Linked DNA regions of Macaca mulatta: region 2 is linked to region 1. The links are chromatin contacts, called in public Hi-C maps. All regions are on one chromosome and are shown on one strand. The core of a region is the stretch at or near the end of the contact, and the rest is flanking DNA. Distances in the headings are between cores, read along the strand shown.

The links. A called contact is a pair of places that touch in the nucleus more often than the background predicts.
Region 2: a contact with region 1 is called in a Hi-C map of fetal cortical plate, with 2.6 times the contacts expected there. The contact joins the promoter of BLTP1 here to the promoter of TRPC3 in region 1. A contact is called at or near these places in 2 of 14 Hi-C or Micro-C datasets (fetal cortex germinal zone and fetal cortical plate).

Annotation. Positions count from the first base shown.
Region 1 is chr5:130,773,812-130,780,336 of T2T-MMU8v2.0, reverse strand. TRPC3 (transient receptor potential cation channel subfamily C member 3) reads left to right here and starts at 2,637. Exons shown (of 12, transcript XM_002808420.4): 1 at 2,637-3,639. The coding sequence starts at 3,425.
Region 2 is chr5:130,966,411-130,973,539 of T2T-MMU8v2.0, reverse strand. It overlaps BLTP1 (bridge-like lipid transfer protein family member 1), which reads right to left and starts at 3,966. Exons shown (of 86, transcript XM_078002230.1): 1 at 3,765-3,966; 2 at 2,236-2,322.

The DNA.
Region 1 (6,525 bases), core at 1,388-3,887:
TGTATGGGACATTATAAGTTCTGTGTAAAAGGCACTAGAATGTTAATTACCACATTATAAGTTTGGGGATCCTAATTTGGGGGAGGTTGATTGTTCTGATATGCAGCTCATATCTTCTTAATTTATGCAGGTAACAAAATTAATCAGTTAAGGCTGCTTTAAAAAGCAAGCAAATGCATTTATAGGAGAACTTCTACTTTTTTTTTTTTTTTTTGAGACTGGAGTCTCGCTCTTGTGCTCTTGTCGCCCAGGCTGGAGTGCAGTGGCACGATCTTGGCTCACCACAACCTCCGCCTCCCAGTTTCAAGCAATTCTTCTGCCTCAGCCTCTGCACTGGGATTACAGGCGCCTGCCACCACGCCCAGCTAATTTTTGCACTTTTTTTTTTAGTAGAGATGGAGTTTCGCCATGTTGACCAGGCTGGTTTTAACTCCTCACCTCAGGTGATCCACCCACCTTGGCCTCCCAAAGTGCTGGGATTGCAGGTGTAAGCCACTGCGCCTGGCCAAGGACTTCTGCTCTCAAGAAGGGGGAAGAAATGTACACTGTTAGGAACGCTTTACCTGTTTCTGTGCTCTTGCTACCTTCAGAAAATTGCTAAGTCTAACTTCTACACTGTGTCTAATAAGAAGACACTGTTGAGCAGGAATTCTTACAGATAACTGTATTTATATTTTAAATTTTTTTTCATACATTGAAGTGTTTGCTTTTCATGCCTGTTTTTTTTCTTCGTGGTTTCTCCTATTCCTTTTGAGATCAGAAAGTTCTCCTCTGTTATGGGCTGAATTGTGTCCTGCCAGAATTCACATGTTGAAGTCCTAACCCCCAGTACCTCAGAATGGGCCAGTATTTGGAGATGGAGTCTTTAAAGAGGTGATTAAGTAAAATGAGGTGATCAGGGTGGGCCCTAATTCTATATGAGTGCTGTCCTTATAAGAAGAGGCGATCAAGACACAGGCACAGAAGGAAGACCATGTGAAGAGAGGGAGATGGCCATCTACAAACCACAAAGGGAGGCCTCAAAAGAAACCAACTCTGTGAACACTTTGAAGTCAGACTTCTAGTCTCCAGAATTGTGAGAAATTAAGTATCTGTTGTTTAAGCCACCCAGTCTTTGGTACTTTGTTATGGCAGCCCCAGGAGACTAAGGCATTGTGTAAGAGTAAACCTTGGTGACTCCAGCATTGGTATAGAGCTTCTATCCATAGTCCTCTAAGGCAGCAGTTTATAAACATATTAATGTAATTATAAAGAAACTACAATCTTAATAATTCATCCAACAAACATTTATTTAGCTTGTCCTGCATATCAGATACTGAGCTAAATAGCAAGGACAAAAAGATGAGCCCCTGAGTAGCTCAAAATAAATAAGATCCCACATCACCCTCAAGGGATTCATAGTTTAGAGGAAACTGGCACATACAGAGTGAATTTCAGTATTGTGTGATCACTGGTAAGACTGTGGTATACATAGTGTGGGTAAGGACCAGAGCCTGTGGGAAATCCACTGGGACCCAAGAGGGCTGTCACACTGGAGGCCACAGCTAACCTAGTTCTCTAAGGAAAAGTCAAAGTGTGGCAAATGAATGAAGAGAGACATTTCAGTGACAGGAATGCCATAGACAAACACAGAGAAATGGGAAAGTATCTAGCATGTCAGTTGATGACTGAGAGTTTGGGGTAACTGCAGTTAGAATGTGTATGAAAGAAGGTGGGAGGAGAGATTGAAAATTTGGATTTTAACCTGAAAGTAGTGGGAAGCCACCAGAGATTTTTAGAAAGAAAAGTCGTGATCAGATTTTGCTTTGAGCATGGTCTTTCCAGTAGTACAAAGAATGAAACAGTATGGGGAGAGGTGGGCTGCAGAAAGGCTGGATAGCAGGGAGAAGCAGGGGAGCCTGAATTGAGGCGGTGGTACCGGGTGGAGAAGGGCAGTCCTGCTTTAGAGATAGTCCAGAGGTGAAATTGAACAGGTCTGCTAACCTACATTGTGAAAATGTTAACACTTGTTTATGTACTAACAACTGAAAAGCACTTCCAGGCATAACGCACTATACAATATTTACTTGTTTTTGTTTTTCCTGTATTAGATGTATAAATGATTGCTTCTTTCAACATATAGACTTGCCAATTTAATACACAATATTTTACTTACTTTTTAAGAATTAAATTCAAAGAAGCCACATTTTCTTGTGTTTTGCTTAAATTTGGGAAGAACTGTTCCTCTAAAAAGTACAGTATAATTGGATACAGTTAAATAAATTTTATCTCATCAGAGCGTGTCCAGTATTTTTGTGATTTTTCCAAGTTGGACTTGCTGGAAAGCCGTCTATTTGAAGCAAGAGAAAGTCTGGGAGAACACACTCTTCCGGATCTAATCTAAGTTTTCTCACTACCCACCTATCATAAGTACTTTTTTCAGTCTCTCTAGGCCAAGGCTTTCTTATTCATAAAAGGACCAATAGACTCCTTGATTCCTAAGATTCCTGCTAAGATTCTGTAACTCTTTCCTCCCAAAAGAATGACTGGTCTTGAATTCCAAAATGCAATTTTTCTGCGTGTGTTTTAAAAAGAAGACTGCATGTCGCTGAAAAATCTTCCTTGGAAAGTATATAAATCTTATTAGATGCTTTTGAGATTCATTAAAAGAACCGAAGCATCAGGCACGTTTAAAACATTACCAGGCTGGATGGAGTACGAAGGCACTGAGGGCAATGTACTTAAACCTCCGTAGGTTCAACCAAGTCTCACTGGGCGTAACACAACGAACAAGTGATGCTTTTTGAAACAAATTTGGAGAGTTGGCTGCAGGAAAATTAACAAGCCAGTGGATTTCCTTTCCCCTTCCTTAGGAAACTTGTTTCTGTAGATGCAAAAAGGGCCCTAGATCCTCTGGAAGAGAAAGAGGCGAGTGGGGAGGGGAAGTTTCTCTGCTTTCTTTACTCCCCACCTGCGGTCTGTCTGATTTCCTCTCCAGCTCTGTCTGATAAGGAATTGATTCTCCCCCTCCTCTTCCCCCTCCCGCCCTCCCTCTCCTTCTCCCTGAGTAACGATGCTGTCCTAGCAAGTGATGCTGTCGGAGACAGGAGACAGGCGCCGAGGAGGCATCGCCGCCGCCGCGGGGCTGGAGAGCCTCTCCCAGCACCAGCGCCCCGCTCGGCCCCGGGCTTCCTCGTCGCAGCCACGGCCGCGGCGGTTGCTCCCACGTTTTGATGGTGGGCGGCGGCAGCTCGGCTTCGGCGCCAGCCTCTAACTGCTCGATCGCTGGCCGCACCGCTCTCCGCTCCTGCCTTCCCGCCCTGGGCCGCCCGGGGCCGCGGAAGCCGCGGGAGGTGGGGAAGGGGCGCCCCGGGAAGACCGCACGGCCGCGAAGGTGGAGGAGGCCGGCAGCTGGTACCCCCACACCCGGACCGCAGCTGGCGCGATGTCCACCAAGGTCAGGAAGTGCAAGGAGCAAGCAAGGGTGACCTTCCCCGCGCCGGAGGAGGAGGAAGAGGAGGGCGAGGACGAGGGAGCGGAGCCGCAGCGCCGCCGCCGGGGCTGGAGGGGCGTCAACGGGGGGCTGGAGCCGCGCTCTGCGCCCTCGCAGCGGGAGTCGCACGGCTACTGCCCGCCGCCCTTCTCCCACGGGCCGGACCTGTGAGTACCGGGCCCGGCCGCGGCCCGCGCCTCGGAGGGCGGTGCCGGGCGGGGGGCGGGAAAGCGCGCGCCGGGCGGCTCCACGACGTGCCCGGGACCTCCGAGACCCACATGGTACGGCCGGGCAGTTCGATTCGGGGTGATTTGGACGGGACAGCCCTCGGCCGGAGGCTCGCCCCCTCGGTCCCGCGCGGTGGAGGGACTGGGGCCGCCGAGTGCGTGGCGGGGGCTCTGTCCCGGCTCAAGCGCACGGAACAGCCCGCAGGCGGGCACTCTGACTTCAGACCGGCATCCTGGCGAACAGCCACTCCCTGCCCTAGAGCCCAGGAGCTCGCACGACTGCCGCCAGGGCTGGGCACCCCTTGGAAGACGGACCCCGGGGTCCTGAGCTTACCTAGGGAGGCCGAGGAAGGTTAAAAGATGTGCACAGACCCAGGCGCGCACTTGAACCCCGAACTTCTCCCGGGTGTCCCAGCATGTAGCCACGCTGGGAACTTGGGTCCCCTCCGACGCTCTAGGACGTCGGGGGCGGGGGCAGAGAAGTGGGGAGTAGGGAGGGGACAGTGCGATACAGGGTGTGGGTTGAAGGTTTGTCCAGGCGCCTCGTCTGTCTGTGGTTCAGGCACAGTTGGGGTGAAACTGGAACTGAAGCCCTATAGGGTTCCCTGAGGGAAGAAGTGGGCATCGGGCAGCCAGGGAACCGTTTTAGTGGTAACTTTGGCCGCGGTTCCCGGGCGGAGTGGCTCGCGCCCCGGCACGGGGGCTCTCTTTTTCTCTTTCTTTCTCCCCCTCTCTCTCTTTCTAAACGAAGGAGCGGTCGGCGCGCTAATGCATGAGAAAGAGCAACTTTTCTTAATTTCCAATCTTGGAGACAGCTTTTAATCAGTGCGAGACGCAGAGAAGATAAAAAGAGGGTGATCGGTTTCACAGGGTGAGATGCTCTGTATTTTTCCTGTCACGTACACTGGGAATGCCGCAGGGCTTACTGTCTTTTTTAGGAAGAACGCTCAGAACTAGGTAGAGAACTTGGGGTCGGATGGTGGCGGGCGGCGCAGACCGGCTGAGCCGGGGAAGTGGTTCTCCAGGGTGGGGACAGAGGTTCTGCAGCGCCCCCTGCTGCCGGCGAGCGGCCCACCGCCCGAGGCCGAGACCTCCGGGTTGACCCCTGCACCCCATGATCGCGCGCTGCCTCGCCCACGCGGAGTCTGCGCCTGGTCTGGCTGCACCTACCCGTAGAACACAGGAACACAATCAATGGCTGGGAGTAGATCCCTCAGGGAAGAGTTCTGATTTTAAATGAGCGACTCATCCGGATATGGTTCAGTTATTGCTGAAGATAAGCATGGAATGGAAACGGCCCAGGAAATGGAGGGAAGGTACATCCTTTGGGATTAAAGCGCCACCAGCTCACTTCCCAGTCTCCCTAAGGTTTTAAAACATTGTCCATTTTTCCTTTTGCCAAATTAGTTTTTATAACCTAGCTGTTTCTTGGTTCCTTTATAAAATTCTTCTTTTTTTAAAAACCTTAAATCCTTCCATTAGACACCTGAACTCTTATCTGAGGAAGTAGGGTGGAGCAGAGATTATTCACTTTGCTTCTGAAATTTGAGGCCAGTTACACAAAGCCCTGGGGCAAATTCTATTGTAGATTTGCTGTCTCACTGCTAATAGAACATCTTTTGTATATGTTTGCTAACTTTACATAATTCAACAAGTAAATGTTGTGGTGTACTTATTTTGTAGAGGTCAAGAAGAAGACCCAGTCATTTTTAAGGAGATATACATTAAAAACTTTTCTTCTAGAGGCGGGGCAGCAAGCTCTTCATGTTTCTTTCAGGCTTGTCACTTGGTAACATCAGAGACTAGCTTGGTCTCTGTAACAGAGATCAGCTGTTTATTCCACCTTTGAGGAGAATACGGCCACTGTTTAATAAACAGTGTTTATTGTTGTTTAAAAGTGAACACGACAGCCTTAGGATGGATTCCGAGAAGGATACCCAGGGTCATTTCAGTAGACAAAACAGCATAGCTGAATTTAAAATTCGGCAGGATGCTGAGGATACAATCCCACCTTTACCAAGATAATTTCTCAGGGTAATTCTGTTGCTGGTTTCACTGCTCCCTGCTCCCCTATTCCATGTGGAAATTTTAAATAGACTGACTTGGTAGGAAAACTGTCACCTGCTGTATCACTAACAAGATTATTTTTACCTGTTGATAGAACTCTTGATTCAACCACTGATTCAAACCAAGACTTCCTTCATCCCAGTTGGTTGCAAACCTAGGACCAAGTAATATGTCATTGTAGTGATGGCCTCATTTTTTAATAATGTTTCAGTTCAATATATCTGATGAATTCCAAAAAAGGTATTGGAAGGCAGTTTTCATGAGTCTCAATTCAAGTGTTTCTCAAGCATGCATATTTGCAAAGTGTGGGCTAGGTACAGCAAGCCACAAAGATGAGCATGACAACTTTCCTGCGCTCAAGAATTTTAAAATCTCATGAGGGAATGGTGGGAATGAGACTGGGCATGAGCAATTATGCTGTAAGTTATAGTAAAATCAGTTCCGTTTTCAAAAAAAAAACATACAAAGAGTTACAAAGGGTCAAGTGCAAAGAAGAGAAGGACAACGTTAGGTTGTGGGGAAATCAAGGAAACCTTTATGGGCCTTGAAGGATAGATAGGACAAGAAGCAGAGACAAGGTAAATACTTAATTCAAGTCCTCTCTTCCCCCACAATGCCAGGCGTGTCTAAGGAATATAAGTTGGGTTTGGATGGAATATAGATATGTGTAGGGGAGCAGTGATATTTAGCTGGACATGTTGGTTTGAGGCATTAGTGTGGAGGATCCTATATGCCAGAACGAGGCACTAGGGAGCCACT
Region 2 (7,129 bases), core at 2,717-5,216, 190 kb before region 1:
TTTCAACATCCATATCCCTTACCCAGTGTGAATTAGCTTTACTTGTAAAACTGCTCTTGCTCGGGTCATCAACAATTTCTTAAGTGATATGTCCAATGGATACTTTAGTTGTCCTCACCTTATTTGATGTCTATAGATGTCTAATATTCATTCCTTTTCTCTAAACTTGGTTCTTCCACTGACTTTTGTGACTCTCTTGCCCAATCTTACTTCCCTGCCCACTCCTTTGAGGCGTATTTTTCTTCAGCCTCACCCTTAAATGCTGTTGTTCTCCATCCTCATTTCTCTTCTATTTTCACTCTACATTTTCCCATGAGTGATTTCATCCATTGCCATTGCTTTTAACTAACTTTAAATTTTGACTCCAAAATTTACATCTCAAGCTGGGTATTCTGCTTAACTCAGATCCATATATACAACTGCCTAATGACATTTCTTAGAAGTCACAGATGCCTCAGATTTAATGGATCAAACTGAACTCATCTCCAATCATGTTCCCCAATCTACTGCTCTTCCTATACGTCCTACCTCAGTAAAGGGCCCCAGAATCTACTCAGCTTCCCAAACCAGAGAATTCATTCTAAGCATCCCAAAAGTATTTATTAAACATTAATATATGCATAAAGATGATGGTGGCTAGAAATTACCCTGACTTCATTTTCCCTCAAGCCCACTAAATCCTATCCATCTACCTCCTTTACATCTATTAAATCCATCTCCATTTCTTAATTCCAATTTGCACTGTAGTTCTCATTTCCCACCTGGATAATTATAATAGCCTCTAACTGGTCACCAGTTTTCAAAGCTCACCTCCCTCCAATTCATCACCTAAACAGTTCCCTATCTGACCATGTATCTTCTATATAAGCTCCTCAAATTTTTCTCAAATTAAAATATTAATTTTGCTAAGTTCCCATAAAAATTTAAAATTCTGTCACTATCTTTAACATGAAATACAGTATGCTAAAATAAAGTCTACAAAAATCCTAGTTTCACCAGGCACAGTGGCTTACACCTGTAATCCCACCACTTAGGGAAGCCGAGGCGGGTGGATCACTTGAGATCAGAATTCGAGACAAGCCTGGCCAACATGGTGTAACCCGGTCTCTACTAAAAATACAAAAATTGGCCAGGCGTTGTGGCATATGCCTGTAATCCCAGCTACTCAGGAGCTTGAGGCATGAGAATTACTTGAACCCAGGAGGCACAGGTTGCAGTGAGAAGAGATTGCACCACTGCACTCCAGCCTGGGAGGCAGAGTGAAATTGTGTCTCAAAAAAAAAACAAAAAACAAAAAAACAAAAAAAAAACCCTAGTTTCCCACTGTACATTAAGGCAGCACTCATACAGAATCCTGCTTTACCAACTAAAATAATACGAAATTTTTTATTATAAATACACTTACTATATGAGTAATGCTCACTTCCTAGTCTTCTACATAAACCAAAAACATACTTGCTTATCAAATAAAGAAAATATATCAGTTCACAAAAATGTTACCTTCTAAGAGAAAATGCACTACTGTAGCGCTCTCCAGGGCCATGAAGACCATTACTCTATTACCGGAAGCCTGGATGTCTGACATATGATACTCAATAGCTAGTTATGAAATGAATTACAATGCTTCTTAATCATCTTTGATCATGTCTTCTATTATTCTCTGTAGAACTCATAAAAAAAACCTTGAGTTCAGCCATACACAATATTCTATGAAAAACAAACCAAAAGTCAACTACTTTTCTTCATTTTCTCAATTTCTTATTAAAAACACTTTACAAACATAGGCAGATTAAAGAGCAGGCAAAAGAGAGAACAGAATTTTGACACCTGTTAAGCAAAGGATTTCCTTGCTTTCTCCTGCCAGTGCACAGGTTAAGCACATGAGTTAATTGTCAATCAGGTATCAATAGCTCAAAAGTCAAGTAAAATGATTAACAGATTACATTACATATCACCACCACCCCACCCCCATTCCCCAGCAATATAGGCAGATTAAACCACAACTGAAAAAGAAAGTCAGAAGACCTAGCTACTTGGGAGGCTGAGGCAGAAGAATGGCGTGAACCCGGCAGGCGGAGCTTGCAGTGAGCCGAGATGGCGCCACTGCACTCCAGCCTGGGCGAAAGAGAGAGCGAGACTCCGTCTCAAAAAAAAAAAAAAAAGAAAGTCAGAAGATTTTTCTCTGAGCTTTAACTGAAAATTTGACCTTTTTAAAACTTAGCCAAAAATACTTACCCACGTTTTTATTTCCAGAGTTTGCAACGTTCTGTTTTTCCTTCTCCTTTTCTTCAGAAGGCCTTTCTGCAGCGTTTCATCTTAAACCTGGAAAGAATGGCATTTTAACCAATTATACAAGGTATTCTGGCTTTATGGGCAGCATAACTATTTCGGATTATATGATTTGGTTACTTAATCATGCACAAACAGGAGGAAACTCTTTTAGTCCAATATTACGTTTCCTTGTTTAAAGTTTCCAAACAAGAAATACGCCTAAGTATAAAATAAGACTACAACTTCCAAATTAAAGCCTTCCAAAGGTCCCAAAACCACTGTACTTAAGAGCATGAGTTTGGTAATCCAAGGTCCTAGAGATCAAATCCTATGTTTAAAACATACTCAAAATGTGACATTGAAAAAGTTTCTATCAAACTGTTGGGTCCTTGCTGGCAGAAACAGTGCCATAATGTCCTTCCTGGCATACTTTTTATCAAATGAAAATCCTGCAAAATCACAGGGTGCTTGGGAGTTGGTATGGCATACTGACTAAGGGACTGCAAACGAGTCAGATTACCTGGTTTCAGACACAGCTCTGACTTTGAACATGTTACTTTGTAGGTCTATTCTGTTCTTTCATCTAGAAAATGGGAATAGTAGACTTTACATTATAGGATTGTTATGATTAAATGTGATAATATATGCACATAATTATATGTACCACTCAAGAGTTACAAAACAAAGTATTCTGGGTATTCATCTATTTTTATACTTTGTATATTTAACTTGGAATAAAACAAGTTCATTGCTATGCACAGGGTGAAAGCAGCAACCACTAAACTGGTTGAAACTTACAGGCGCTTAGACTGTTATAAAGTCCATGATTTCCTTAAAGAGGAAATTTACATGAACTTTTACCTTTAACAAACGTCAACACTAAGGCCAAGAGGAAGGTAAAAAAATGACAACAACAAATACTCTCCGGAAGGAAAATCAACTTCTCTTCACCTTCCTTTGACCAATAGGAAATTCTGCTGAAACGTACTCTTCCAGAGTGCAGTGCAGCAAGCACCAATTCAGAATACAAAACACATCAATCCTGGAGAAGAAAGCGGGGGTTGTTCCAAGGTTTCCCCACCCTCGGTCAACCGACCCTATATTAAGCAGCATGGGGTCTACCACAACCCAGTGCAGCTGGCAAGGCTGAAGTCCGAGCCTGCGGGTGCACGGTCCTGGTCCTTCCCGCCGAGTCCACACACCAGCAAGTGGAGCACCTTACCATCACCCGCAGGAACCGCTCCTGAATCAAAGTCCCCAGCCATCCGACTGTCATGGCCCTTCCAGACTTTCTCACTGACCTCCAACCCCCGGTCTATAGGTGCCAGCCCTGCAGGTAATGATGGCAAAGGAATATGACAGAGTGGCCGCCGCAGCAGGCAGCCACGACGAAGCCAAAGCTCTCGGACTCCAACCAGGTTGATCGAGTTCCAGAGACACTGGAAAAACGGGCTGACGACCTCAACCCCGCCTGGCCCGGCCCATCCCCTCACCTGGGCGTGTGCCACTGCAGCCCCAAATCCCTCTGGCCTCTCTGCCCGGAACGCCGAGGGCCTTGGGCGGCAGCAGGGGCGGCGGCGGCAGCAGCACCGAGCCGGATGCAGCCTACGAAGCTCTGCCGGTGCCCACACCCTCTAGCCCCGCCGCCCGGGCCCGCCGCCCCGGTCCAGACCCTGGCCGCAGCCACCGACACCCAAGGGGGCGGAGGAGGAGGGGAGGGGACCCAACCGAGGCCGGGCGGCACTGCGCCTGCGTCAGGCAGTAACGTCACACGCCAGCGTCGCCGGCGCCTCGAGGTACGCCACTCAAGCCCTGCCCAGGAATCCGAAGGCGTCCCGCCCCATTTCCTCCTCCCCAGGCTGCAGACGGAGCCAGAACGCTGAATTTGAAAGTCACTTTGCTACCCTAACAATCCAAAGGAAAAGTTAGTGCCTTCCTGATACCAGGAGACAGATAAGCCCACTTAGGAGAAGGAGACTAACGAAAAAGGAGCATCAGATGGGTGTATGACGTGAACTGAGTCCTTACGAAATAGAAATGCTTTTATGACATGATCAATAAGGAAGCTCGATTGTGTGAAATGCTGCCACGCTGAATCTCTCAACTAAGACTAATATTATGTTGATGATATTAATGAAAAGTAATTTGCTGCTCTCTTAAAGAGAAAGGCTCTTAATATTATTTAGCGGGTCAACCAAGGCAAACGATTTCTTGGAATTAGAGGCATGTCGCCGATATTTATCTGCGCACCTGTTATATACAAACTATCAGGGAGAGAAAAGTGGAAAACACTAGTATACTAGCAATAGTAAACAGTGTTCAGCAGGGCTTATTGACTAATCCTCCCAAAATCCTGTAAGACTATTCTCATCCCCATTTATCTCCATTTCACAAAATGAAAAACTAAGACGCAGGTTAAATAACTTGCTAGAGAACCAGGGTTTGGACCCAAGAAATGTGGCTCCAAAGTATTACTGTATACTGCCACTCAAGTTCTAAATGTCTAAATCTCTAGTTCTGACTTCCTTCCGTTGCTGAGGTACTTACTACAACCTTAGTATTTCCACGTGGCAGTTCCACTCTCACTTCAAAAGGAACAGATATGAAACCAAATTTAAGATAATGCCAGAAAACACAGGAGATACCACAATTAGCTGTTATTGCATATAAGGAAATAGAGGCCCAGACAGAAGTGGTTTATGGAAGGACTGGATGAAAACCAAAAGAAGAAAAGCGTGCACTGTGTTAGTTACTTCCTCCTGCTACCTGGACACTGGCCTTATGTAAATTAACTCTTTAGAGTTTATTTCTGCCCCTCTACGAAGAAATTAATTTCAATTGTCTTTTTCAACATCTGGAAGATTTCTAGTCATTCTTAATCTTTGTTCTCTAATAAGGGAACCCGCACAAGGATTCAAATTTGCTACAGCCAAACTTCGGACTTTGCCCAAGAAGGACATTGTGCAAGTACAAGTTCTCTGGACTAGAAATTACCTAGAGATGGTTCAAGTTCCCCAGATCAAAAACTAAACTGAAACTAAGTTGCACTGTAGCTGAAGGGAGAGGAGAGAAGGAAGTTCACTATGGCCTTTCTGTAACCATGTGAGGGGACTGTGGGAATCTGAAAGTTTCTGCCTCTACTTCCTTTCCATCCCTATGATCAAGAGTCACCCTGTAACTACAGCTATGCATTAGGTGACATTGTATAAATGAATTATTTATTTTAGAAGCCTCTATTCTAAAGGCCTTTAGTCTTGTGAAAATCAATATGCTCTCTGACATTTCATATGGCTCACTAAATTTGCACGGCAAGGCTTACTGCCTTCTCCAGTCTCTCACCTACTTTTCATTTTTCTCTAGCATGTCATTAAAGTAAGGATCCCAAAGAAACTGCCTCCATTGAATCCAGTAAGAATTTCTCTAATGATGAAAGCCCTCAAATGATTTTTTATATCTTACTTTCTATTTGAAATAATTATAGATTCACAGGAAGTTGCAAAGATAATACAGAGTGGTCTCATGTACCCTTCACCCAATTTCCCCCATGGTAACATCTTGTGGTAATTATAGTACAGTAAGAAAACCAGGAATCTGACATTGGTACATTGTCTGTATATAGCTCTGTTTCATTTTATCGTGTGTAATTCCATGTAACTATCACTATAAACAATACAGACCTCACCACAAAGATCTCCCTCTTACTACCCCTTTATAGATGCACCTGCCTCCCTCCCCATATAACAACTCTAACTCTTGGCAACCACTAATCTGTCTTCCATCTTTGTAATTTTATCATTTTGAGGATGTTATATAAATGAAAGAGTACAGTGTGTAACCTTTAGGGACAGGGTTTTTTCACTCTACATAATTCCCTTGAACTCTATCCAAATTGTCATCTATATCAATAAGTGTGATCTTTTGACTGCTGAGTAGTATTCCAATATATGGATGTTCCACAGTCTAATCATTCACCCATTGGGGAATATTTTGTTGTTTTCAGTTTGAGGCTATTACAAATAAAGCTACTATAAACAATTTTGTACAGGTTTGTTTGTGTGGTCTAGTGATTTTTTAAAAAGGAAAACAACATAGGAAATTTTGGCCACTGAAAAGCTCTATTTTTTAAACTTCTATTTAAGTTCAAGGGTGTATGTACAGGCTTGTTACGTAGGTAAACTTGTGGTGTCATGGGGGTTTGTTGTATAGATCATTTTATCACCCAGGTATTAAGCCTAGTACCTATTAGTTAGTTTTCTTGATCCTCTCCCTCATCCACCTTCACCCTCCCATAGCCGCCAGTGTGTGTTTTTACCTTCTGTTTGTCCATGTGTTCTCTTCATTTAGTTCCCACTTATAAGTGAGAACATGCGGTGTTTGATTTTCTGTTCCTGCGTTAGTTTGCTAAGGATAATGGCCTCCAGCTCTATCCATGTCCCTGCAAAGGACATGATCTCATTCTTTTTATGGCTGTATAGTATTACGTGGTATATATGTACCACGTTTTCTTTATCCAGTCTATCATTAATAGGTGTTTAGGTAGATTCCATGTCTTTGCTATTGTGAATAATGCTGTAAATGAAGATACATATGCATGTGTCTTTATAATAGAATGATTTATATTCCTTTGGTTATATACCCAGTAATGGGATTGCTCGGTCAAATGGTATTTCTGTCTCTAGGTCTTTGAGGAATTGCCACACTGTCTTCCACAATAGTTGGACTAATTTATACTCCCACCAACAATGTATAAATGTTCCTTTTTCTCTGCAACCTCACCAGCACCTGTTATTTTTTTTTTTTTACTTTTTAGTAATAGCCATTTTGAGTGATGTGATTTTGATTTGCATTTGTGGTTTTG